Linked DNA regions of Mus musculus: all the other regions are linked to region 7. The links are chromatin contacts, called in public Hi-C, HiChIP or PLAC-seq and promoter capture Hi-C maps. All regions are on one chromosome and are shown on one strand. Each heading gives the region's core, a stretch centred on a gene start, on an enhancer-like site or on the middle of the called end of the contact. The rest is flanking DNA. Distances are from core to core; before and after follow the strand shown.

Region 1 (3,548 bases), core at 371-2,870, 860 kb after region 7:
CAATGGCAAGCAAGACCCCAGTAGTCCTGGAGCAGAGTGGACAACACTGTAAGGTTTTTTTTGTTTTTTTTTTGTTTTTTTCCTTTTGAGACAGGGTCTCACTATGTTGCCCTGGCTGGCCTAAAACTCATAGATAAATAGATCTTTGTGCCTCTGCATTCCTAGTGCTGTCATCAAAGGCATGTGTCTCCATGCCTGGCATGAGTCGGTTACTCTTATTTCTACTTTGCTTTAAAAAAAAAATTTAATTTTATGTGTCATGGTATCTGTGTGAAGGTGTCGGATCCCCTGGAACTGGAGCCGAGGGCAGTAATGAGCTGCCACGTGGGGGCTGGGATTGAACCCAGGTCCTCTGGAAGAGCAGCCAGTGTTCTTAACCACCGAGCCATCTCTCCAGCCCGTCTTATTTTTATCTTTAGGTGCTAGGGATAAAACCCAGGGTGTTGAGTATGCTAGGCAAGCACTCTGCCACTGACTGAGCTGAGCTATGCCCCACCCCCACCGCCACCGCACCACATCCCCCACAGCCCTGAGTCAGGGTGCTCAATCTTGGATGTGGAGAAGCTAAGCTGGCCTATCTTGTTCCAGGGACATAGAGGCTCCTACCAGGAAACTGAATTCCTGCTCCAGACCCAGGGTTTGAGAAAGGCAGAAAAATCACCCAGCAATAGGAAGAGGCAAGCAGGCAAAGGGTACATGCTTCATGTCCACTTCCAAGAAAGCTTGGTCTCCCAAGGGGCCCAATTTGCTGACCAGCCAAGCGGCAGTGCTGGCTGCCTCAAGCTGGCCTTTGCAGGAAGCCTGGTGTCCAGCGACTGGGTGCCTGGTTACCAGAAGAAGGTTTAGAATAACAACTGTCTCCTTTGCCAATAGCAGGAAACAGGCCTGTGTGCTGACCCTATCAACAGCCAACAGAGCCTGAAGGTGTTAGTATGCCTTGAAAAACAAGCCTGTTTGCTGAAAGGCCATTCTAAAGGCCCAAGATGGGCATGTAATGCCCCTCACTTATTATCTAGGCACAGCAGATCCCTTGCGTGATTGAGTTCAGAGCAATTCTTGGCTCACACCAGGATGCCAGCCTGAGCCAGGCTGGTCAAATTCTGGCTGTGTTTACCCTTTCTGATAATATACGTGTGTCCATCTCCCTGTTCTTAAGGCCTGACTTGAGCCAACCATGGATCTGGATTTACTGTTTCATTATCCCCTGACACTTGTTCCAAGACTCCCTAGGGGTGTGGAGGTGTTCTAAATGAGAATAGATAGTCTAATGTTTTGGAATTTGATATCCCAGAAAGCTAATCAGAGAACACAACCGATCCATGATCTGTAGGTAACTGCCTGACAGGTGCTCTGAGAATCCGTGCTCTCCCAGGATTAAGGGGAAATGGGTCAAACAGACCTGGAAGGGGTTCCTGTCTTTGCCTCACAACCCCATTGCTCCCATCTACTGCCTGGCTACTCACCGTGAGGTCCTTGTAGGCCCTTGAATGGAAGTGACAAGAATTCCAAAGGTCCTGGAGCCCTTGGGAGACAGCAGACCACAAAGGGCTGAAGCTGTGTCCTGAGCAGACACTTATTGGAGTTGCTGTCTTGCTCCTCTTGCGGAACTTTGGTACTTGGTGATGGAAGGCTGGCCTGCCAAAAATAAATCACAACTGCAAACCTGGGATGCAGGCCAAGGTCCAGCAGGGCTAGGCCTGGGGCAGAACTACATCAGGGGTGACACCTGGCGGAGCCTGGGGAAAGCACATGTGGCAGGGATAAAGCAAATGGCTCAGAGGAGACAAAGCCTTTTGGTTTTTTTTAAATATTGGCTTTTGCTGAGCCAATGTGTTGGAGAACACTTAGGAGGCAGAGGCAGGTAGATCTTTTGAGTTTGAGTGATTTCCACAACAGCCAGAGTTAGACATAGAAACCTGGTCTGGAGAAACCAAAGACAAACAAGCAAACTTTTAATTATGTGTATGAGTGTGTATTTCTTAGTTAGGGCTTTACTGCTGTGAACAGACACCATGATCAAGGCAACTTTTTTTTCTCTACCCCCTCTCCCCTCCCACACCTCCTAATAGTGCCACTCCCCAGACCAAGCATATACAAACCATCACAGCATATCTATCTGTATGTGGATATGAGTATTAGTGCCTGCCCAAGCCAGGTGTTGGGTTTTTCTGCAGCTGGAATTATAGCTGGTTGTTTGCTACATGGGTGCTGGAGATCGAATTCTGGAAAAGCAGTTTATGATCTTAAGGAATGAGCCAGGTTCTCTAGCCCTGTTTTTTTTGCGATTTTATGTGTATGAGTCTTTTGCTGGCAGTATGTATCTGTAATACAGGAATGTCTTATATGCTCAGACATCAGCGAGGGCATTAGACCCCCCCCCCCAGAACTGGAGTTACAGACCATTATAGCCACTATGAGTATGGAAAACTGAACTCAGGTCCTCTGAAAGAGTAGCAAGTGCTCTTCACATGAGCCATGCATCTCTCCAGCCTGGCAACACCAGCTTTGAAAGGAATACATTGTTATTTTTTGAAGACAAGAGTCTTTTATTTGGAGATAGGGTTTCTCTGTATAGTCCTGGCTGTATTGGAATTCACTCTGTAGACCAGGGTGGCCTTGAACTCAGAAATTTGCCTGCCTCCTCTGCCTCCCAAGTGCTGGGATTAAACTCGTGTGCTACCATTGCCCAGTGAAGACAAGACTCTTATTACACAACTCTGACGACCCAGAAACCGTGCAGACCAAGAGGCCTCCACACTTGCACTCCTGCTTCTGCTTGTGTGTTGGCACTATAGGGTGCAACACCAAGCATGACTTTTTTTTTTTAAGTTTTTTATTTTATGTATGTGAGTACACTGTAGCTGTCTTTAGACATACCAGAGGAGGGCATCGGATGCCATTACAGATGGTTTGTGAGCCACCATGTAGTTGCTGGGAATTGAACTCCATGTTTTTGTTGTTGATGTTTGGCTGGTTTTTGTGTGGGACAGGGTTCTCTGTGTAGCCCCAGCTGTCCTGGAGCTCACCCTGTAGACCCGGCCAGCCTCAGACTCTCAGGGATCCACCGGCTGTGATCCCAGAGCTGTGATTAAGTGTGCACTACCACGCCTGGCTACAGGATGGTTTTTAACTGGGTATGGTGGCACAAGCCTCTAATCCCAGCACTTGGGAGGCTGAGGCAGGATAGGCCATTTACACAGATCTGGACTATATAGGGAGACCCAACGGCTTGCGTACGCTGCCTCCATGCAGACACGCAGTGTCACGTGGCCATCGGAGGTCTCAGTAATGTCTACCTGCTTACCACTTACTTAGCTACTTGGTTTGTTGGCATGGCTGAAGACAGGACTCAAGCCTGGTGAATACTAGACAAGCCTGCTGCAGCTGAGTATCACACCAGCTCCCTGACACATCACAATTAGCATGTGATCAAAGTTAAAAAATATATATATATATATCTCTGTCTCCTGGGATTAAAAGCATGTACCACTTTACCTGGGCCTAAGCTTTTCCTAGATTCGATGCCTCCAGATCAGAAAGCTGTGTTT
Region 2 (3,461 bases), core at 326-2,825, 830 kb after region 7:
CAACAGGACCGCAGCCTGGATGCTGTCTTGCGCTGTAGTATAGAAAATTCTTATCTTTTGAAAAGGAAAAAAAAATATGGTCTCAATTGGCCCATGTTTTCTGTTTTAGAATTGGTAGGGTTCATAAAATATATGAAAAAAGCCTTTGGTGCTCTTGGTTATTTGCAGGTGAGCCGATGGTGGCTGCAGAGATGGGTGTGTGGGATAACTACTGTGTGAAGAAGCAGCTGCTACACTCCTGGTGAGTGTACACGATCATGGCGGCTCGCGGGCGGGCGGCAGACACAGCAGTTTGGGTTGATAGCTCATCTGTCCTCTCTTCCTCCTTTTCAGTACTGTGATCGCCACCAACATTCTCCTGGTCGACGAGATCATGCGAGCTGGGATGTCCTCTCTGAAGGGTTGAGGCCTGCCTGTGATACTACAGGATGTTGGGGGGAATGGTTATTTTTGTCCAAGCTTCAAGTGATTTGGAAAAAAATTTTCTCTTCCTGATTGGAGAAAAGAAACGGGACATTTGACACCTATTCAAATTATACTGTAAAATTTTATTTTATTTTTGCCTTGAGTATCTGAAGACACTCAAAGCAGCTCTTTTTCAACCCACTGAACAAGATGTTTTAGCTACACCGATACAAAAATTACATAAGATAAGCATGTTGTCTACCCTTGTTCCGTAAGTGTTCTTTGAAAGTTTGTAATGGTTTTCTCCTAAATAAGGCATGGTGACACATGCCTGTAAGCCTAGCCCTTTGGAAATAGTCCGGAATTTCTATGCCAACTCAGGCTACAGGAGACCCCAGGTCGAAAGAATAATTTGTTGTGGATGTATTTGAAATTATCCAGCCAACTCCCTGTTAAACATGTAAGATCCTTGCCAGTGTAAAACACATCTGGGTAATTTATGGGTTTCATAATGTCTAATAAATACTTAAAGAGTGAAGCTACTGGATCATTCACACTTGAAATGACTGAAAATGCTTCAGAAAAGCTAATAAAGCCAAGTTACTCCGTGGAGGCTGGAAGGTCAGAACTCTGCCACCCAACTTCCAGACATGGGAACACAAGAGGCTGAGAGAGTTACACATTTAACAGCCAAAAGGACGGTTGTTGAAGAATAAGGGTTTGGGTGAAACAAGATTTTTTAGGCTATTTTCTATCTTGGTTTTGCATCATACCTGTAACAGCTTATCTCTTTGGTTTTCATGTACTTGATTTTATGTGTGATACTTGGGGAGAGGGGCTGGCTCCGTATTCCACAGTGAGTGAGTGAACAGCTCAACTGAATAGAGGAAAATATCTGGGTGGAGAGTTGGCTCAGCTACGTACTACTGGTTCTCACAGACAGGCAGTTAGTGCCCAGCACCGTGGGCAACTTCTAGCCAGCTGAGACTGCAGCACATTGGACCTGCAAGGGTGTTAACATCACACAAAAGCAGTCAGATAAAATCAGAGTAGGATGGGTGTGGGCCTGTGTTCATTCATGGGCGGGCCTGACAGGCAAGCTCCCAAGGAGCGCCCTGCCATTGGTCACTGAGTCAGTGCGAGTGCGCAGGCGCGAAGAAGCGCCCGAGCAGACGCATGCGCTCTGAGTTCTGGTTCCCCAGCATGGGTTCCTTGCTCCCTCCGGTGTTGCTGCTGTGGCTCCTGTCCTGCCCCAGGCTTCAGCTAGGTCAGTGTGTGGCTCTGTGCCTATATCACCCTTATCCTTGAACACCTGAAAGTGACTGTATCCTGCGCTCTAGATGCTACCCTAACCTCGGAGGGGGTTTGCAGGGTCTCGGGCTACTTGCTGGGGCTGGCCATCATGAAACTGCACTTTTTCTTTTTTTTTTTCTTTTTTTGAAGCAGGGTCTCTTCTGGTATTCAGCCCTGTCTGGGGCGTTGGGAGTAAGGCATTCTGATTTTCCTTTTCTCCATTTCCATGTCTTGAGCTGGTGCACTCGTGTGACTCGTAGCTTTTATTTGTAGAAAGCTTTGAAAGTTAAAGATACGCTTAAGTCACATACATAGTAATCGGATACTCAAAATGTTGTTTAAATGCACCTTTTATCTCTAGTTACTTTTGGATTCAGTTTTTCTTAGGATATTTTATGTGTATGAGTGTTTTGCAACCTCGTATATAGGTGCACCACGAGGGTGTCTGGTGCCGGCGGAGGTCAGGTTGGATCCCTACAACAGAAGAAACATGGTTATAAACCACTGCTTGGGTGCTGGAGACTGAAAACGGAGCGTCTTCGAGAGCAACAGGAGCTCTTATATACTAATATCCTATTTTATTTTATACTTGAGGCAGAGGCTCAACTATGTCGCCTTGTCTGGCCTGGAACATAGACCAGGCTAACCTCAAATTCATAGAGATTCAAGCACTCTCTCAGCTAAGCTACGGCGCAGAGGCCCCTTGTTTAGGGGTTTGGTTTTTTTTTTTGGGGGGGGGTGAGGGTGGGTTATTTATTTATTTAATTATTTATTTATTTATTTTGGTATAAAGGTCTTGACTGTGTAGCCCTAGCTTGTCTTGAGCTTGTGATCTCCAGCGACAGCTTCTTTAGAATTGGGATTATAAGGCATAAAATATGGTCTTAGATTGTAGTTTGTTATGTGACAGAATCTCACTATGTAGACCAGGCTGGCCTCAAATCACAAAGATCCATCAGTTTCTGCCTCTGTATGCTGGGGCTTAGAGGTGTCCACTTTTTATGTATGTGTTTGTGTGCCGTGAGTGTACAGATACTGGCAAAGGACAGAAGATTTAACCTGGTCCTTAAAAAAAATTTAATTTTGGCTTTTAGAGACAGAGTTTCTCTGTGTATCCTTGGCTGTCCTGGACTCATTCTGTAGACCAGACAGGGCTCAAACTCAGAGAAATGCCTGCCTCTACCTTCCAAGTGCTGGGATTAAAGGGCCACCACTGCTCAACCCTAAAAATATTTTTTAAAATGTTAGTTTGTTAAATTACAATCAAACTACAGTTTATATTGCAGCTTGATATTTCATTCCCCTTTAATTTGAGATCTCCCTACTCACTCGGTTTTTTTTGCCCTCTCGGGATTATTCTTGAGATGGGTAGAATTGTATCAGAATGAGAAGAGGGTTAAATATAAGACCCTGAAAAGCAGGGTCTGGTTGCTTATACACCTTTAATCTCTTGAGAGGCAAAGGTAGGTAGATCTCTGTGACTGCCAAGCAAGGCTAGTCCATCTATATAGTGATTTCTTTTCAGGCCAGCCCAGGGTTGGAGTGGGGTGGGAGTAGGGTGACCTTGTCATCAAAAACTAAAATAAGGGAAAAAAGCAACTAATTTTAAAATGAGAAGCTAGGGTCGAGCACCACATAGCATATGTGAGACCCTGGTTTCAATTCCCTGTGACACACACATCAAGTTCTTGAGCCTGGGGCACAGTGCCACATGCCTGCAATCTTAGCATTGGTGAGGCAGAGATGGGAGGGTCCCTGGGGTG
Region 3 (3,490 bases), core at 412-2,911, 740 kb after region 7:
ATAACTAAAAGCATGACGTTACTTCCATCATGCTCCACTCTCCAGATGACCACACACACAAGTGTTTCTCCATGATTGGATGATAGGAAGGGATACCCCATTCCACAAGAGCAGCAGCGGCAGCGAGCGGAATTCCAGAGATTCAGGGGGATGCTTGCCTTTGCCTGCACAGTCCTCAGAATCGTAATGGTTGGATTCATTTGGACGAGTGAGTGACCCGTCCACAGGTCACCTGAGTTCTGCTCACAGCCTCTGAAGTGTTTTCACACTTCTTGTGTAATTCCTACAGCCCTGACATCAGCAGTCCAAGAATTGCTGTCTTCAACAGAGAGATATGCTCACTATTTACTGACTGCCACAGGTCACATCCGGAGCCAAAGCGATTTCCAAGGCATTCGTTTCATTCCCTAATGCATTACTCGAGTTAACAATTTACCTAAACCAGGGTTGTCCATCCTAGCCTAATACTTATTAACGCTGACTGCGGCATTAATGCATTAATACAGCAGAGGACATCTTACTCCCTAGGGTTCTTATAAAAACCTGTGCTAGGATTACAGGGCTGTGTGAGCTCGTCTACTGTTCTGTGGTGCTGGGGATGGACCCCCTAGGACCTTGTGCGTTCTAGGCAAGCCCTCTACCAAATGAGCTCCTTCAATTCCTTACCCTTTAAAAAAAAATGTCACTTGGAGGGTAGAGGCAGACGGATTTCTGAGTTCGAGGCCAGCCTGGTCTACAGAGTGAGTTCCAGGACAGCCTGGACTACACAGAGAAACCCTGTCTCGGGAAAAAAAAAATGGCCAGAGGTGGTGTGGTGGCACATGCCTTTAATCCCACAGTGCTCTGGAGGCAGAGGAGGGTGGATCCCTGTAAACTCGAGGCCAGTCTGGTCTACAAGGCGAGCTCCAGGACAGTCAGGGATGTTAACACAGAGAAGCCCCATCTCGAACACACAAAGAAAGAAAATGTATCTGTGTGTCTGTCTATGAGTGCACATGTCATGGTGTGTGTGTGAGGAGGCCAGGGGACATCCTGCAAGAACCTGATCTCTCCTTCCTGAGGTCAGGAAGGAGAGAACAGGTTGTCAGGTTATCAGGGTTGATGGTTGACAGCAAGAGCCTTTACTTGCTGAGCTGTGACAGTCATCCTTGCCACTCTTTCCTCTTTAGTATTCTTTCTCTCTCTCTCTCTCTCTCTCTCTCTCTCCCTCCCTCCCCCCCCTGTTCCCCTCTATCTGTGTGTGTGTGTGTGTGTGTGCACGAGAGCCTGAATGTAGGTATGTGCAGTGCATACTTGCATGTGCCTTCAAAGGCCAGAAAATAGTGTTGGGTCTCCTGGAACTGGAATTACAGGTAGTTGTAAGCAACCCGACATGGGTGCTAAGAACCAGGTCCTCTTTAATAGCAGTAAATGCACTTAACTAAACCATGGCTCTAACCCCTGAAAAATGTTTGGGTTTGGGTTTGGGTTTGGGTGTGTGTGTGTGTGTGTGTGTTTTGGGGCATATGTGTAGAAGACTATCTCGTGGAGTGGGTTCTCTCCACCTGTATGTGAACTCTGAAGATCGAACCAGACTTGCCTGGCAAACACCAAGCAGTCCCACTGGCCCTGTTGAGACAGGGTCTCATGCTGCCCGAGCAGTCTGGCCTCAACAAGGCAGGCCTCGAAATCCTGTTCCTCCTACTTTGCTGGGATCACAGGCATCACAGACATACACCACCAGGTCCACTTGCTTCTTTTTTTGTTGTTGTTGTTGTTACAGTATCTTGCTTCAGAGCCTGTTCTTGCCTGGAGCCCCAGATTCCCCTGCCTCAGGCCCCAGAGTGCTAAGTTTGCAAGTCTATCCCACTATACCTAGCTACAAGGGCTTGTATTACTTAATACAAAGACAAACTGCAAACAATTCCTTAACTTTCTCTGCGTATAGAAACCGTTTTCACAGATTGAAAACTGGCACCCCACGCGGGAGCTATGTAACACTGCTGTCGCTCTGGGTACCCAGCCTATTGTATCTCTGCATGGGCGTCACCCCTGGGAGAAGTACTTGCTGGCTGCTTCCAGCCAGTCTACAATTGGAAAGGCATGAAAGATGCCAGTACAGTTCCTGCCTCATTCATATTCACCCCTGACACAACAAAGAAGGCCTTGTACGACTGGGGGTGTGGGGGGAGCTGAGCTCAGAGCCTATGGCCCACAGAATTAATGGTAGAACTGGAAACTGCTCTCCATCCAATCATAATCGCAAATCGCATATCTATCAGATTTCCTCTGGGGCAAATTCAGCGTGCACCTGTGCAGGTCACTGCTCTGTCACAGCAGGCTGCTGTAACCAGTTCAACGGTGGGGCCACCTCCTCCACCTCTGCCCGGGCTTGTGTGCTCCAAGCGGTGATGAAAACTGAGACCCTTTGTAGTAGCACTCGGCCAGACCCAGCATGCCTGGTTGGTCCTTCCCATTTTGCTGTGCCGAAATGTGCAAACTCACAAAGCAGCATCTAGGAGAACTGCCAGGAGGCGTTTACAACTGGGGAACAACGGCCTTGTTGTTGGGATGCCTGTGTGACCTCTGCCAAACGTAATCCTCCACGCCTCTCCTACGGAACCTGAGGGGTTTTGTTGTTGGTTTTGGGGGTGGGGGTGTTGTTTGTTTGTTTGTTGAGCCAGGGCCTCACTATATTGATCCTCCTGTCTCTGCCTCTCAAGTGCTGAAGTTTTCAGGCATGTAACATACTTTCAGCTGATTTTGTAGTTGGACACATTTTTTGATCTATTTGGCTCAGTTATATATATATGTGTGTGTGTATGTGTGTGTGTGTATGTATGTATATGTGTGTGTATATATATATATATATATATATATATATATATATATATACATATATTTTTTAAAGATTTATTTATTTATTATATGTAAGTACACTGTAGCTGTCCTCAGATACTCCAGAAGAGGGCATCAGATTTTGTTACAGATGGTTGTGAGCCACCATGTGGTTGCTGGGATTTGAACTCGGGACCTTCGGTAGAGCAGTCGGCGCTCTTAACCACTGAGCCATCTCGCCAGCCCCATATATATTTTTTTTAAATCATTTACACTAGTTACATTTCGGGCAGTGGAAGCAAGGGCTGGGGCTCATTTGGCAGACAGCTTGCCTAGTGTGCCTGGAGCTTTACATTCAGTCTCATCTTGGGTAACCCAGGACATGTCGCTGCACACCTGTGACCCCAACACTCAGGAGGCGGAGGCAGGAGAAGCAGGACTTTAAGTCCTCCTCAGGAACGGAGCTGAGATACACAAGACCCTATCATTTAAAATAAAATGAAGCAAAATGCCCTGGGGTAGAAAGAGTACTTAGCTCAAATGTGCAAATCTTTCTGGGTGGTGGTGGCACAGGCCAGGGCTTACATAGTGCAAATCCCTGGCTCCATTCCTAGCACTAGTGAAACAAACCAGTAAAACCCCCAAACCTCATATGCCTTCCCTACTTAACGAG
Region 4 (3,724 bases), core at 663-3,162, 980 kb after region 7:
CTGCTTCATAGTATATCTGAGGCTGACCTGAGGATACAGGAGACTCTGGCTAAAGAGAAGGATTGGGTCTATTCTTCACGACTGCGCCCCCAGCACCCTAGAGAACCATAGGGGACACAGGGGAGAGACTCTGTAAAATACTGGCTGCATCCACAAGTGAACTCTGCAGGACAGTTGATGGAAAAAGACTGTTCAAACCAAGTTCTTTCTCAGGGCAGATAGTACCAGAGCCAAGATTTCCATGGAAAGAGCCACAGGCCAGTCTAAAACAGGAAAGACCAGACCCTGACATAAAAGGCAGGTGACCATTGCTACAAGGAAGAAGGCCAACAGCAGGGAACAGGGGCCCCCAAGGAAACAGAGAAGGCCTGTGGTGGCAATGTCCTCTCCTTACTTCCTCTTTTGCTGAATGCTGGGCAGTGCAGTTGAAAACTGAGAGTCTAAGCCAGGTGTGGTGGTTCATCACTTGTAACTCTAGCAACCTGGGAGGCTAAGGGAGCCACATGGCTATGAGTCGGAGGTTAATGTGAGTCGCTGTCTCAAACACACACACACAGAGCTGGTGAGATGACTTGGTGGGTTAAAGGCACTAGCCACTAAGCCTGATGACCTTAGTTACATCCCTGGTGACCTAGGTGAGACCAGACTCCAGCAAGTTATCTTCCAACCTCCACATGTACTGTGTAGCACACGGGTGGCGCCCCCCCACCCCACATAAATAATGGGTACACATTTTAAACAAAGAGAGAGAAGAGAGGAAGAGGAGAGAGCCCAATAGGAAACGAGGTAGGATGAATGAATGAATCTGAGAGAGGAGGAGACTGTGAGCACACAGGTTTGCTTCAGCCTGCTTCTGCGCCAACCCTACCTAGGTAGGAAAGGAGAGCAGGGATGAGGGTCCTCTGCTAGCTCTGTGCAAAGTCACATTTGCTCCCCCCTCCTCTACCCCCGCCCCCAAATCTCTGTAGTGGGTAGCATCTCCTAGGATTCTACTTTTCACAAGATGGGAAAGAGCATGGGAGGTATGTGCACCGGGATGCAGGAGGCGTGTGCACAAACATCTACAACACTCAGGAAAGTTAAAGTGGGAGCAAGAGATTCACCCGGACATCCAGGCCAGCCTAGGTTATCGAAGGAGACACAGCCTCAAAACATAAACAAAAGGCTCAGTAGTGACAAGCACACACAGGGCCCTGGGTTCAAGTCCCAGCACTATGAAGTAAAATTAAAAGCTTTAAAAAAACAAAAACAAAAAAATCCATTGCCTGGGGCAGCGCCTGCCTAGCAGAAACCATGCGGTTCTCAGCATGCCAGGTCCCACTTCCTGCTCTGGTCGCTCCCCTCCCCAGCCTGCAAACCCATATTAACCTCCTCTAGGTGAGCACAAGGGGATCTCCAGGTACAGGCATCCCTCCGCCCATCCCCTGACTTCTGGAAGCTTCCAGACCCCGGGTCCCAGGGAGCGCGCACCTCCCGTAGCGGCTGCCGGTACCATTGCTGCTCGAAACCCTGCAGCCGGTTGTTCGAGAGGTCGGCGCGGAAGTGCCACAGTCCGTCCAGCGCCTTGAGCTCCCGCGACGGGCTCTCCTTCGGGAACAGCATCCCGCCCTTCAGAGCCAGCGCGCAGCTGCACAGCAGCTGGCCCAGCGCGACCCAACACGCACTCCATTTTAGGGACATACTGGCCAGGCTGCCCACCGACCAGCGGCTGGGCTTTTTAGCCTCCTCTCTGGGAGGGCAGAGGCGGGACCTGGAAGAGTCACATGTTCTCGAGAGAAGCCGCCTGCGCCAACTTGGTTGAGGGCAAGCGCTTGTACAGCTGCTGGCTCAAGGCTATCTAGAGGCCCCAAGGCTGGACTCTGCAGAAAGAGGAAGTCGCTTGAAGTCCTGGATCGTTTCCCCATATGCCTGACGTCAGCCGCTGCCTGCCTCACATCTATTAATATCTCCCCCTCCTTCCCTCACACTCTGGGGCTTGCCCCTCAGGACCACTAGGCTAAGATCTGAAAGAAGCCCTGAAGTCCCTGATCCCACTGTTTCTTCATAACTCCTGTGAAAGGATGAGAGTTCAAAAGAGACACTGAGAAGAATTTGGGGAGTTTGTTATTAAAGCCTGGAAAGGACACGCAGGCAGGTTCGAAGCTAGGTCTCTTCTTAGAGGTCTCTGAGGAAGGGAGTAGAACTGACAGCAATGGCCATGAAAGAAGTGTCTCCTGGACCTGTGTGATGTCATTCGAGTCACAAATGAAGGTTGCGATGACGGTTCACATGACCTGCAGCAGCCATTCTCTGAAAGTGGTCTTAGTAACTCTCACCCCACCCCCACCCCCAATCCATCACTCCAGCCTCTCTAGCTAACAGGCTTGAGCAAACAGTGCTCAGATTTCACTCTTGGGCAAGTACATATACAGCTAAGCGAGTCTTGAAGCCTTGGCTGTCCTGGAACTCTGTAGACCAGGCTCAAAATCACAGAGATACCTCCCGCCTCTGCCTCCTGAGTGCTGGGACTAAAGGCATATGCCACCTGGTTAGTTTCCAGTTCTTAAAACGGAGGTAAATATCATTTAGGTTTCAACCTAAATCTTTGAGTTGAACTAAAGATACAACCACCCCAAGGTGTGCATTTGGATTTTCAGACTGAGCCAAAAGGAAGTTCCCTAAAGAATGTTTTTGTTTGGTTCGTTTTGATTTGGGTTTTTCCAGAGAGCTCTGTTTAGTTAGTCTAAACTGGCTGGCCTGGAACTCAGAGATCCACCTGCCTCTGTCACTTGAGGGCTGGGACTAAAGGAGTGCACCACCACTGCCCTGCTCCCTAAAGCATTATTAAAGCCTGCTGAACTTAAGCACAAGAGAAGGTTCCCCATTTGTTGTTGTTGTTGTTACAAATACCTACATTTTGTTGCAATTACCAGTATGCTTGTTAAGGGGTTGGGGGTGACGCTGAACAGAAGAAATGATTCTCAGCATGAGTAAAACTGGCCAAGCACAGGTATGCTAGCTTCCAATCCACTTATTTATATTTGAGTGTTTATGTTTCAGGTGCCTGCTTCAGATGTGTGTATACACATGACCGTGTGCAGGTAGAGGTTAAAGGTCAATCCTTTTTTTAAAAGGACTGACTTATTTATTTATTTATTTGCTGGGGAGGGCTAGAGAGATAATGGCTTAGTGGTTAAGAGCATTAGCTGTTCTTCCAGAGGACCCCGTTTGATTCCCAGCACCCACATGGCAGCTCACAACCATTTTTTAACTCCACTCCTAGAGGATCGAATGACCTCTTCTAGCCTCCACAGGCACTGGACCATGTGGTGCATAGACATACATGCCAGTGCAACCCTGGGAAACAGAAAATAAACACTAAGAACAGCAGCAACTACAAAAAACTTCCCTAGAACTGGACATGGTGCTTCTCATCTACGGCCAGCTCTCAGGATGTTGAGGTAGAAGGATAGGCTACATAGTAACCTCAAAGATATAAATAACATATGGATGTTTTGCCTGCACCTATCAGTGTGTACTAGGTGTGTGAAGTACCCTTGGAGGCCAGAATTGAATCCCCTGGAACTAAAGTTACAAATAATTGTGAATCACCTTGAAGGTGCTGGGACCTGAACCCAGGACCTCTGAAAGAACAGCCAGTGCTCTTAAACCCTGAGCCCTGTCTGCAGTCCCATCCATCTTATTATATCTTAGTTTGTTTATTTATATATTAATTTGCATGTGT
Region 5 (3,290 bases), core at 772-3,271, 880 kb after region 7:
ACACACACACACACACACACAAAACCCCTAGACTGAATAGAAGTCACATATACGGCTGTGGTTAAGAGCACTGTCTGCTTTTCCAGAGGTCCTAAGTTCAATTCCCAGCAAACAAACATTGTGACTCACAACCATCTGAAATGGGATCCGATGCCCTCTTCTGGTGTATCAAAAGACAGCTACAGTGAACTTATATAAATAAAATAACTCTTTAAACACAGCTACAGTGTACTTATATACATAAGATAAATAAATAAATCTTTGAAAAAAGAAGTCACTCATAAACATTGTCACAGTATACCAGGCTAGCAGGGAACTCAATGGAACATGCCCCCATACACATTTCTGGGGTTAGAGCTGATGCCCTTCTAAATAACGCCTTTTTCCTTCACTGGCTATGCTTTGATTGTACTGATGTCCCTCCCCACTGCAGCAGTATTTCCAATCATGCACTCCCCAGGGGAAAATGATTCCCCCCTGGGGTGGATTTTTATCTGTGAGAATACACTTCTCCTGCTCCCACCCCGTGCTATAAGGGCATACGTGGGATAGGAAGAATCACACCTATTTTATTCAGAAAGTCTCTAAAGTCTTCTAATAGGATTAAGAGATCAGGGAGCTCTACCTGTGGAGGCTCCCCATATCTGCTAGACCCCGCCTCAGCAGCAGTCACAACCTGCCCCTCATTGGTTGTGGGGATGAAAAGGGAGATTTCTAAAATAGCTGGCTCACTAGCCAAACACTATACAACAAAGATATTGACAGAAATTAACCGAGAAATTAGAGAGTTAAGAATGACAATCCTACAAAATAGAGCTACCGTAGTCTTTCAGTTGATCACACATAATCTTGGATGTCAACAGTTCCCTGAAATGTGTTAACATATCAGATTTCTCTAACACCATCGATAACCTAATCGATAACTTACATTGAGAAATAATATCTCCAAGGCACATGTTGATTGGCCCTCCTGGCTAAGATGTTTCTCACCCTTCATTGGCCCCCTGATGGTTCTACTATCAATCATAATACTTGCGCTCTGTGTTTTTGGTGCAATATTAACCTAATCACCCTCCAGATACTCAATACCAGAATCCTGTTCCCCCGACTACAACATCAAGCAATGCTTGCTCTCTTGTCAAAGATTTGAAAGAGTTAATCAGGCCAAGATGAGACTATGAGACCATAAATCAAAGGGTGCAATGTGTCAAACCCATATACCTTCGAAATTAAGGACCACATTGTATTAAGTACCCATACCTTGCAAATTAAGGAACCCAGTGTGTTAAGCCCCTATACTTACGAAACTAGGGTTCTATCTAAGTTTGCTTCCTAAATCTGATGTAATCTGGGGGGGGGGGGGGAAAGACCTCATTTATATGATATATATCCTTGTCTTCCTGTTTCATTGTATTTTTCTAACAATCTCTAACAGTCAATACTCTAGGCCCTGTAAACATGCTTACATCTGTTTTCTATTAATCTTTTATCGCTCCGCCATAAAAGGAATCCCAAAAGGCCAGTAAGGGCCTGTTCTCTAAAATCCCAACTTAGGATAAAACAGCCGGATATCCAGTCCTGATGCTGGATGCACCTCTAAAATAAAGCTTGCTTTTGATTAGACAATAGAGTTTAGTCTTCATCCACTCAATTTTCAGGTTTAACACGTGTTAACACAGTGGGCGTGGCAGCACATGCGGGTAATTCACTTGAGATGCCAGTTCACTTGAGATGCTGAGGCAGAAGGGTCTCAAAATCAAAGGGCAGCCTGGCAGTGGAGGAATCCAGTGGTCCATCGAAAGAAAAAAACTAACCATACATCTCAGAACCGAAGGACAAGATTTGAGAGAGCAACCTCAGGAACTTCCCATTAGCTACAGCGCCTCGTCGCCAAGCAACTTCCCGGCGTGGTACGCAGTGGCACCGCATTGCCAGTTACTGATGTCTGGTTCGTCCAATAACTTTCAGCGATCGTGCTTCTCCTGGGCTCTAATTGGCTACGTGCGGAGGTTCCACCTCCCACCTTCCTCCCTCCTTGCTGGACGCCCGTGGGCGTTCCCGAGTTTGTTGTGTCTGGACGCTTAAGGTGCAGACACCGAGGATGCCACGTGGAAGCCGAATCCGCACTTCCCGCGTGACCCTTCTGGCCGGGTGAGACCCTCGGGACTGGGGACAAAGCGCGGGCGGCCAGGACGAGGTTCTGTAGCTTAAGAGCTGCGAAGCCGAGGGTGAGATGGAGGGAGCCGAAAGGGATCCGCTACCAGGGGAGGACTCCCGGAGAACGGGGACACGCTCTGTGCACTCCGGGAGAGGACTCTGAAATGTGACATTTTCCCTAGACAGGTTGGGGGAAGGGCTGTCGAGGGCATAGTCTAAGAGGAGGTGAGGAAAGAATGAATGGTGATAGGTGTCAAGCTCTTGGGGGTGTTTTTTTGTTTTGTTTTGTTTTGTTCTTACTGTGTTTTTGATTCTGTCAGGCTAGCTTTGGACTTCATAAGTCCTGGATAGCCTTCCTTGATTTTCCTGACTCTGCTTCTCTGGGGATGGGATTACAGAGTTTAAAGGTTTATAGAAGGGGGGAAAAAAAGGATAAAAGAAAATTACTCGTTATTTGTGTGTGGAGGTTCGAGAATTTTAGAATTCTCTCTTTCCACCTTTTGGGTCCAGGATAGCTAACCCTTAGTTGTAATTACGCTACTACAAGGGGTATCAACATTCCTAATGCTGCGATCCTTTTGTTGTTGTGGTGGTGACCCCTGATCATTAAAAAAAATTTTTTTTTTTGCTACATTGTAACTGTAATTTTGTAAGTTTGGTCTTAGGCGAGCCCTGTGAAAGGGTCCTGACCCACAAGTTGAGAACTGCTGCTCCATTGAGCCATCTCCTGTCCACACGAAGTAGGAAATTCTTGACAGCATCAAGATTCCAGATGTCCCATCTGGGAGCCTGTGTGAAGGTCACAGGGCACTTTATGGGAGTTGGTTGTTGATCTTTCTAAGGCTCAAACTCAGGTTGTCAGCAGTGGGTTGCAAGGACACTCTACTTCAGCACCAGCATCCCCCTCTCCCTCCCCCAGCCTGAAATGTTAATTCAGATGTTAACTAGGCTAGGGAGACCCCTTGGTCTAAACCTGTGGGTTGCTACTCCTTCGGCTCCAAAAAATGTTTACCTGATGGTTTATTTATTTATTAAATTTATTTATTGTTATATGGAAGTACACTGTAGCTGTCTTCAGACACACCAGAAGAGGGCGTCAGATCTCATTATGGGTGGTTGTGAGCCACCATGTG
Region 6 (3,658 bases), core at 331-2,830, 920 kb after region 7:
GAGAGAACCTGAAAGAGGACTCTCAGGGTTTGAGATGACTACAGCCATGCCTCACATCTTAATTTGATCCAAGGTAGAGAGGAAGAGAAAGAGAGAGGGAAAGGTGGAGAGACTGAGCCGGAAGATTCCTGACGCAGAGAAAATGAAAAAAAAAAAACCCCAAACAAAACAAACAGACACCCAGTTTATTAGCTTGCTTAAAGCTGCAAAAAATTGGGGTGATTTGTTATCCAACATTGTATAATTAATTGAAGAACATTACTTATTAATCAAAATCACTAGGTGATGCCCCCAAAGCCTAAGAGCTGCATTGAAGCAAAAGCTAGCAATCTCCATCAACAGCTTGTTTCTTTGTAGACACAGATATCCTTACATGGGTTTTCCTGTCCAGTTTTGACAGCAAGGAAGCTCAGAATCAGTTATGGCTCAATTTTAACAATTTTGCAAGCCTCTATGACCTCCTCACGTTTCGTTTTCTTCTGATTTCCCTTTTTCCAAGTTTTTGAGCTTTTTTTTTAAAGTTCATTTTTATCCTTTTAGTATGGATTATGTTAAAGCCACATCAAATCCAAATTATAGAGAAGTATTCATGAACCCATTTAAAAATAGGTTTTTTTAAATGTAAAAATAGTTTTGCGCATTTAAGAAAAAAGTTTCTCACATGTTGAACACAAGACGCCTGGAGGTGGTGCCTGGGGAAGATCATGTCACACAAACGTGTCTCTGGAGCTCTGGAGCCATTGGTCAGGGACAATTTGGATTGGATAAGAAATATCAAGTGATAACGACGGAAATGTGTGTGTGTGCAGAAAGGCAACTGATTGCTACCAGGAGCCAAGGGCTTGCCCAGTCAAGCATTGTAGTAGTATCTTTGAAATCGATCCCTTGTAACAGACCCTAAGATTAAGCCAAACCACCTCTCGCCTCACCCCTTTCCTAGGCCACACCCCTCATCCTTCCTGGTCACGCCCCTGCCCCATCCAGCACACCAGAGTTTTTGCGCTCCGCCCCTTCCCTTCGCTCCCGCCCCACCTTGTTCCGCCTCCCTTCTGACCGCGCCCTCCAGTGTAACGAACCCCATTTCTCAGCACCACCCTTCACTTGCGCCACGCAACCCTGGCTGCTTACAACCTCCGCCTCTTCCCCGCCCGCGCGCGGTTTTCCCACCCGCCCCTTTAAAATCAAACCACGCCCACCGTCAGCCACGCCCTCCGCATGCGCCGCACCACCTCCCCGCTGTTGCGCGCTCCGCCTCCTCCCTCCACACTTATGAGCGGCTTTCTCGCTCCGCCCCAATTCTGGTCAAGCTCCGCCCCTCCTCAAGCCCTTCCCTCTTTCAGACCCCGCCCTCCGCATGCGCCGCACCGCCTCCCTGGCGGTTGCGCGCTCCGCCCCTCCCTCTGTGTCCGCGCGCGCCTTCCCCGCCCAGTCCGCCTCACTCCTCTCGGGGCGGTTGGGCCGCGCGCCTGTGGGGGCGGGGCCCGGAGGAGGCGACCGAGCCAATGGGGCGCGGCGGTGGTGGCGGCGGCGGCGGCGGCGGCGGAGGCGGTGGCGGCAGCGGCGGCGGCTGGGTCGGGCCCCGACGGGCGGCGGCGTCTGAGGTGGAGGCGGAGGGAGGCGGCGGCGGCGGCGGAGGGGGGAAGATGGCGGCGCCCGTCCTGCTGAGAGTGTCGGTGCCGCGTTGGGAACGGGTGGCCCGGTATGCAGTGTGCGCCGCCGGGATCCTGCTCTCCATCTACGCCTACCACGTGGAGCGGGAGAAGGAGAGGGACCCGGAGCACCGGGCCCTCTGCGACCTGGGGCCCTGGGTGAAGTGCTCCGCCGCCCTGGCCTCCAGGTAGCCCGGCTTGAGTGAGGGGAGCGCGACGCGGGCGGCGGCGGGGGGCGGGGAGCGCGCGGGGAGCTCCGGCCTGAGAGAGCGGGGCCCGGGCCGCGACCCGGACGGCGGTGACCGGGGGGCGGCGGCTGAGGGCAGGCCTCCGGGATGAGGTGGCACAGTGCAGCCGGGAGGGCGCGGGCGCGTCCTGGCCGGTGTGACTTTTCTCCCTGTTGTCGCCGAGAGAGGCGTGTGAAGACCCCCGATGCAGAGATCGGCGAAGCCAGCATTCATCCCCGGGGTCTTGGGACCTCTGCTACCCCGGGGCTATATGTCCGGTGGCTTTTATCACTATCCTCTGGGTTGTTCGGGACAGGTGTTTTCGGTGCTCAGGCCTCTTTGTACTCAGAGTTAAGGAGAATTGGCAGCCTTCTGGAGGCGACAGTGACATTTGCGGGTAGACACGCATTTGACCCTACTCTGGAAGAGGAAGGTACCAGCACTTAACCCTATCTGATTTCTTGGATTTTTCTCCCTTGTGTATTTCACGAAGTGTGCCCAGCAGGGGGAAAATGGCCAGAGTTCGGGTCTACTTTAAGTTTAGAGTAAACGATGAGTACCTTGTGTATAGTGATATTTTAGGTACTACGATGACTGTTATTTTATGAAAGGATCTGAGTTGTGACCCACACTGGCCTGAAACTCATCGGACTATAACCTCTACAGCTATTCCCCTGCCTCAGTCTTTTGAGTAGGGAAATACAAGCATGCACCACCGTGGGTGACTTAGAATGACTTTTACATGTTGCTGATTAGTATTAGCGGAATAATCCGCAAGAGATTAGATTTACGAAACTTTGCTAAGCAGGTTTATTTAAACAATTTTTTGTTTCTTGAAAATACCATCGATTTTTTTTCCTGTTAACATTTTATGTAGTGTGCTAGCTTTTTTTCTTAGAAAAAAGTATTTTACACTTTTAAAAAAGGCTTTTTAAAAAACTGATAGCAGTCATCAAAACCAGCAAAAGTGAAAAGAATTATTGCAGAATAGATAGTTTGACATTTTAATAGAGAGTCCTACCCCTAATATTTTGATGTTTGTTAACAGTGCTTAACATTTCACTACATTCCCTCCTTTTGATAAATGCTAGGGAGACACAAATGTATATAGCTCACTAGTTTATTTTGCCCTCCATATTGGTGGAGGAGTATTTGAAGAAGCTAGGGTTGGAGTTTCTTATCTGCAAACTTAAGGCTGTTGATCTTTCCCACTTAGCCCTTTTCATAGACCAGCTAGGCTAGGCTAGCTCGTGCTTATAAGTGGAATTCCTGTAACTTTTTAGTAGAAAAATGGTTGTCATTATGGCCTCATTAAGCAGTTTTGTTTTTTTTTTTTAAATGCATTGAGTTTATAGTGCAGAATGTATCTGTGATGAAGAGCCCTCAGGAGTTTTATTTGCATCCAGGTTGAGGCCTCCTAGACTTTCTTTTAGACTAGACACCTTGAGAACCACTAAGTGTATCGTGCTTCTATTGCACATATTTATGTTGGGAGTGGGGTAGCACACACACTTATGGAGGTCATTGGACAACATGTGGGAGTCAGTTTCCCACCAGATGGGTCCTAGGGATTGAACTCAGGTCATCAGGCTTGCTGGCAAGCATCTTTACCAGCTGAGTCCTCTCACTGAGCCCACCAAGTATATTTTATGCACACATTCACATTTTTAAATGTTCTTTGCACCTTTGGAAAGGATTTTTTTTTTTTTTTCTTTTTGAGACAGGGTTTCTCTGTATAGCCCTGGCTGTCCTGGAACTCACTCTGTAGACCAGGCTGGCCTT
Region 7 (3,520 bases), core at 443-2,942:
TAGTTTCTTTTTGGCTCACAATTCCAATGGTACAATTTATTACATCTGCAGAAGATGGAAGGCATAATGGTGAGAGTGTGAGGTGGCTGGTTACATTGTATCCACAGTCAGGAAGCAGAGAGACCGATGCTGGTCTCCATTTTGTTCAGTCTAGGGTACTGCCCAGGTTCAGTTAAACCTCTCTGTGAGTACAAGAGACACACCCTTCACAACCCTAAATCCAGTAGACTAACCATCACAAGCTACAATCCCTTCCGCAACAGCAACTTTCCCCCCAAGGCTGTACAAATAGCCTGTCTATAGCTGTCTCCCGACCAACACCCACACCCCCAGTACTCATACATGTTAAGTTTTAAAGTTCAGGCTAAGAATAGGTTTGCAGTTCACGTTGGATGGCAAAGAAAATGCTGTAAACCAGGCAGCAGTGGGCAGTCCAGACAGTGCTTGCAGGGAGAGCTGCGCCTATGCCCGCTTGAGTGTATTCTCTTGTTTCCCTCGGCTTCTTAGGATGAGGTTCTTTGTAAGTTCTAAGCGTGGGCCAGTTAGTAACACAAACCAGGCCACCAGATGATGCGGTTCGGCAGGCTGGTTGCCAGGACAAGTAAGTTCATGATAAGTTTTCTCGGGGAGAGGGTCACTGGTGATGTCACCACCCAGCACCAGGTGCTACATTGTATCAACAATCTACCAAACTGGAACTAGGCGGGTTGACCGTTTTTCTCCTAAACTCTGTTTGATCTCCACCTCCTGTTATATCCTCTATTGAATACAGCTCACAGCATAGCCCCTTGTAGCCGACTTGTTACATATACTCCAAAATATAGTAACTTTGTATTTATATAAATATGTAACTGACGTTCCATTAAACATACTATGTTAACGTTATGTTATAGTTTTTGTGCACACTTTCCCACCTGTCTTCTACCTAAGTTGCCCAGGCTAGCCTTGGAACCCTAAGGCCTGTGCTGGCTCCTTTTAGATTGCATAGTACAAAGTAACAGCAGGGCCCCCAAGCTCTGGTCATCAGAGATACATTTTCCATTTCCCCAGCAGCATCTGTATTTGCTGGTCAATTGCTGCTCAGGAGGGAGCCAGGGTAGGGTATCTTCTGCGAGACAGATTACTCAGACCACGCAACAGAGGAAGGGCCCTGGGATGCTGAACGCCTGGACTAACTGCATCCGGTCCCATCCTCCCAGGAAGGCCAGGCCGTGTCCATGCCGGGCACGCATGGCTGACGCAAGCCGGGCCTCGGGCGCGCGCACCCTCATTCATTCCCTCCATTCATTCTGCAGACGGCGGCCGCGCACACTTAGCGATCGCCCGCCCGCGAGATCCCCGGTGCCTGTGGACACAGGACTTGGGGACGAAGGTCGGGCGGTGCCCGCTGAGCGGCAGCGAGCGACCGAGAAGCAGCACCCGCCTTTCCCGCCCACGAGGCCCCTGGCTAGGCCGCCGCCCGCGTAACGCGCGGCCTCCCGCAGCCAGCGCATGCGCGTGGCAGCCCGCGCTCAGCGCCGGCTCCCGCGGGCCCTTCACGGTCCGCGTGCGTGCGCGTCCCCGCTCGGCCGGCCCACGTGACCCGCCGCCCCTCTCCCGCCCTGGGCGCTCCGAGGGCCCCCGGCCGAGTCGGACGGCTCCAGCGGACGTGCGCGTGCACGCGCGCCGCGTGGTTGGGCGCGGCGCCGTTGCTCCGCCCTCTCCCGGCTCCTCCCCCCCTCCGCGCGCCGGCGTCCGCTGCGTCTCCGGCATTTGAATCGCGCTTCCGCCATCTTTCCAGCTCCAGTCGGACAGGCGCGGAGACTCTTCTGGAAGGTAGCGTCGAGGCCGGGAGGGTGCGGGCGCGGGCGCGGGCGGTGACCGGAGGGTTTGGGTGTCCTTCGGGTGGGCGCGGGGCGGCGCTGGCGACGAGGCGAGGCGAGGCGGACGGGCAGCGCCCTGGGCTTTTTCAGCCCGCTTCCCTTCCCCCCACCGTCTCACGCCGCGTCCCCGCCTTCCCGCGCGCTCTTCCCGGCCGCGGCCTTTGTGGGGCGCACGTGCCGCAGCCGCTCTCTCTCCCCGCAGGATCCGCCGCGATGGCCGCCCAGGGAGAGCCGCAGGTCCAGTTCAAGGTGCGTGTGCGGCCGCACGGGGGCCCTCGGAGGGCGAGCGAGCGGGGAGGTCGGGAGGGGACGGCATGGCGGGGACCGCTCACGCCGCCGCCTCGTCTCTTGAATCTAGCTCGTCCTGGTGGGCGACGGCGGCACCGGGAAGACAACCTTCGTGAAGCGCCACTTGACGGGCGAGTTTGAGAAGAAGTATGTAGGTAGGTGCGGCCGGGGGTGCTTCACGGCAGCGAGGCCTCCGGGGGAAGGCGGCGGGCAGTGCACGGCTGACCCCTTCTGCCGCCCTGTTCCCCGCAGCCACCCTGGGCGTGGAGGTGCACCCGCTCGTCTTCCATACCAACAGAGGACCCATCAAGTTCAACGTGTGGGACACGGCCGGCCAGGAGAAGTTCGGGGGCCTGCGCGATGGCTACTACATCCAAGGTGAGGGGGGCCTTGCGGAAGTGGGCCCAGGCCCTCGGACATGTGCTTGGGGTATGAGCCGGAGAGCCAGCCGTTGCCGGGTGACTAAGGAGAGGGGACAGAAATCTCTTGGAGGGAGGCGACCTGGTTGGAGTGGATAGGAGATTTTTTTTTTCTTTTATAAGAATCGTCCGTGGTGTCGTTTGATCATATGCTGTGTCATGCTAGGCATTGATTTGGGGCAAACTGTGTGGCTTCAGAACTTAGTAGGAGACTAAGCTATTGGGAAAGCTCCCGGGTCACTTTTTGGTTTTCGAAACTTGAATTAAGGGCTACACGCAGTAGCTTACCCGTGATTATTCCCATCATTAAAATAAGTAGTGAGCATTTGCCCCAAGATACTAAACCTCTAGCCCCTCCTGGAGCCAGGCCCTCTCTCACACGTGAAACCTGCCGCCTCATGGAAACTGTACTTTTACTTTTCTCCTTGAAAGTAATCGAAAAAGCTTAGTGGGGAAAGAGTCTGTTGGTGTTTAAAGACGAATGAATATCCTTGTGATCTTACTAGCATGATGAGAAAATTCGTTCTTTGGCTTCTTCGCATGTAAAGGCAAAGGGGTGTTTATAACCGGGGTTAACTTTTTAACCAAAAAAATGGGGATGCTCACGTGCTTCCTCTTAAACTGTATCCTCACCATCCCTGCAGGGTAGGTTATAGAAACCTGGGCTCAGATTTTAGAAGACTGGTGTTTGAACTTTGATGAACTTTGATGGGCCAGCAGTTGGTAGTTAGTGATTAGGTGCCTTGAGGAGAAGAAGGTAGTTGATAGAGTGAATTGGTCTTGACTTTTGGAGTTTTCATTTGAAGAGGAATTGGAGTCAGTGTGCCATGTTTTACCATCTAACTTTTTAGTGGGGGACAGGGAGGACTTTTGAATGGAGTGGGTTGATGGGTGATCCAGAGTCAGGCCCAAGATGATGACTGAGTCCTGCAGTAGACTAAGACACTCTAC

The links. Promoter capture Hi-C pulls out the DNA fragments that hold promoters and counts their contacts. Hi-C and Micro-C count contacts between places; a contact is called where the count stands out from the background. HiChIP or PLAC-seq counts read pairs in DNA pulled down with a chosen protein or histone mark. Capture Hi-C pulls out chosen DNA fragments and counts their contacts.
Region 1: an H3K27ac HiChIP or PLAC-seq map of extraembryonic endoderm stem cells shows a contact between it and region 7, with 5 times the contacts expected there. The contact joins the promoter of Phkg1 here to the promoter of Ran in region 7. A contact is called at or near these places in 8 of 39 promoter capture datasets (the 3T3-L1 cell line, embryonic stem cells, hippocampal neurons and 2 more), 2 of 484 Hi-C or Micro-C datasets (CD4 T cells and embryonic stem cells), 10 of 115 datasets of contacts at active chromatin or transcription factors (astrocytes, embryonic forebrain, embryonic stem cells and 5 more) and 3 of 9 other capture datasets (adipose tissue, embryonic stem cells and liver).
Region 2: a promoter capture Hi-C map of pre-B cells shows a contact between it and region 7. The contact joins the promoter of Sumf2 here to the promoter of Ran in region 7. A contact is called at or near these places in 7 of 39 promoter capture datasets (the 3T3-L1 cell line, the C10 cell line, cranial neural crest and 4 more), 1 of 484 Hi-C or Micro-C datasets (embryonic stem cells), 11 of 115 datasets of contacts at active chromatin or transcription factors (astrocytes, bone marrow-derived macrophages, embryonic stem cells and 3 more) and 1 of 9 other capture datasets (embryonic stem cells).
Region 3: a contact with region 7 is called in an H3K27ac HiChIP or PLAC-seq map of embryonic stem cells, with 7 times the contacts expected there. The contact joins the enhancer-like site here to the promoter of Ran in region 7. A contact is called at or near these places in 6 of 39 promoter capture datasets (the 3T3-L1 cell line, the HPC-7 cell line, cranial neural crest and 3 more), 10 of 115 datasets of contacts at active chromatin or transcription factors (the 230-238 cell line, the SCID.adh cell line, astrocytes and 6 more) and 1 of 9 other capture datasets (pancreatic islet).
Region 4: a contact with region 7 is called in a promoter capture Hi-C map of pre-B cells, with 4 times the contacts expected there. The contact joins the promoter of Gusb here to the promoter of Ran in region 7. A contact is called at or near these places in 2 of 39 promoter capture datasets (pre-B cells and second pharyngeal arch cranial neural crest), 1 of 115 datasets of contacts at active chromatin or transcription factors (embryonic stem cells) and 1 of 9 other capture datasets (embryonic stem cells).
Region 5: a contact with region 7 is called in a promoter capture Hi-C map of liver, with 4 times the contacts expected there. The contact joins the promoter of Zbed5 here to the promoter of Ran in region 7. A contact is called at or near these places in 8 of 39 promoter capture datasets (the 3T3-L1 cell line, the SN4741 cell line, embryonic stem cells and 5 more), 4 of 484 Hi-C or Micro-C datasets (CD4 T cells, Th1 cells and embryonic stem cells), 14 of 115 datasets of contacts at active chromatin or transcription factors (astrocytes, cardiomyocytes, embryonic forebrain and 7 more) and 2 of 9 other capture datasets (adipose tissue and liver).
Region 6: a Hi-C map of CD8 T cells shows a contact between it and region 7, with 6 times the contacts expected there. The contact joins the promoter of Vkorc1l1 here to the promoter of Ran in region 7. A contact is called at or near these places in 3 of 39 promoter capture datasets (frontonasal cranial neural crest, liver and pre-B cells), 5 of 484 Hi-C or Micro-C datasets (CD4 T cells, CD8 T cells, double positive thymocytes and 1 more), 7 of 115 datasets of contacts at active chromatin or transcription factors (astrocytes, bone marrow-derived macrophages, embryonic stem cells and 4 more) and 1 of 9 other capture datasets (adipose tissue).

What each region holds. Positions count from the first base shown.
Region 1 is chr5:129,877,468-129,881,015 of GRCm38.p6, forward strand. Phkg1 (phosphorylase kinase gamma 1) reads right to left here and starts at 1,621. Exons shown (of 10, transcript NM_011079.3): 1 at 1,464-1,621.
Region 2 is chr5:129,845,415-129,848,875 of GRCm38.p6, forward strand. Sumf2 (sulfatase modifying factor 2) reads left to right here and starts at 1,576. Exons shown (of 9, transcript NM_026445.2): 1 at 1,576-1,672. The coding sequence starts at 1,582. Cct6a (chaperonin containing Tcp1, subunit 6a (zeta)) reads left to right here. Exons shown (of 13, transcript NM_009838.2): 12 at 169-241; 13 at 334-1,029. The coding sequence ends at 406.
Region 3 is chr5:129,759,965-129,763,454 of GRCm38.p6, forward strand. No RefSeq gene overlaps it. Among named protein-coding and RNA genes, the nearest start is that of Psph, 26 kb to the right of the region's middle. Within about 2 kb of position 1,662, at least 92 of the 459 cell types and tissues checked have an H3K27ac peak or open chromatin away from gene starts, as enhancers often do. A contact at or near this core is called in astrocytes, craniofacial prominence, embryonic stem cells and 2 more, where this site is marked.
Region 4 is chr5:130,001,137-130,004,860 of GRCm38.p6, forward strand. Gusb (glucuronidase, beta) reads right to left here and starts at 1,913. Exons shown (of 12, transcript NM_010368.2): 1 at 1,471-1,913. The coding sequence starts at 1,680.
Region 5 is chr5:129,893,702-129,896,991 of GRCm38.p6, forward strand. Zbed5 (zinc finger, BED type containing 5) reads left to right here and starts at 2,022. Exons shown (of 4, transcript NM_183088.2): 1 at 2,022-2,151. The coding sequence starts at 2,102.
Region 6 is chr5:129,940,529-129,944,186 of GRCm38.p6, forward strand. Vkorc1l1 (vitamin K epoxide reductase complex, subunit 1-like 1) reads left to right here and starts at 1,581. Exons shown (of 3, transcript NM_027121.4): 1 at 1,581-1,837. The coding sequence starts at 1,644.
Region 7 is chr5:129,018,464-129,021,983 of GRCm38.p6, forward strand. It overlaps Ran (RAN, member RAS oncogene family), which reads left to right and starts at 1,693. Exons shown (of 7, transcript NM_009391.3): 1 at 1,693-1,815; 2 at 2,065-2,111; 3 at 2,221-2,305; 4 at 2,403-2,528. The coding sequence starts at 2,076.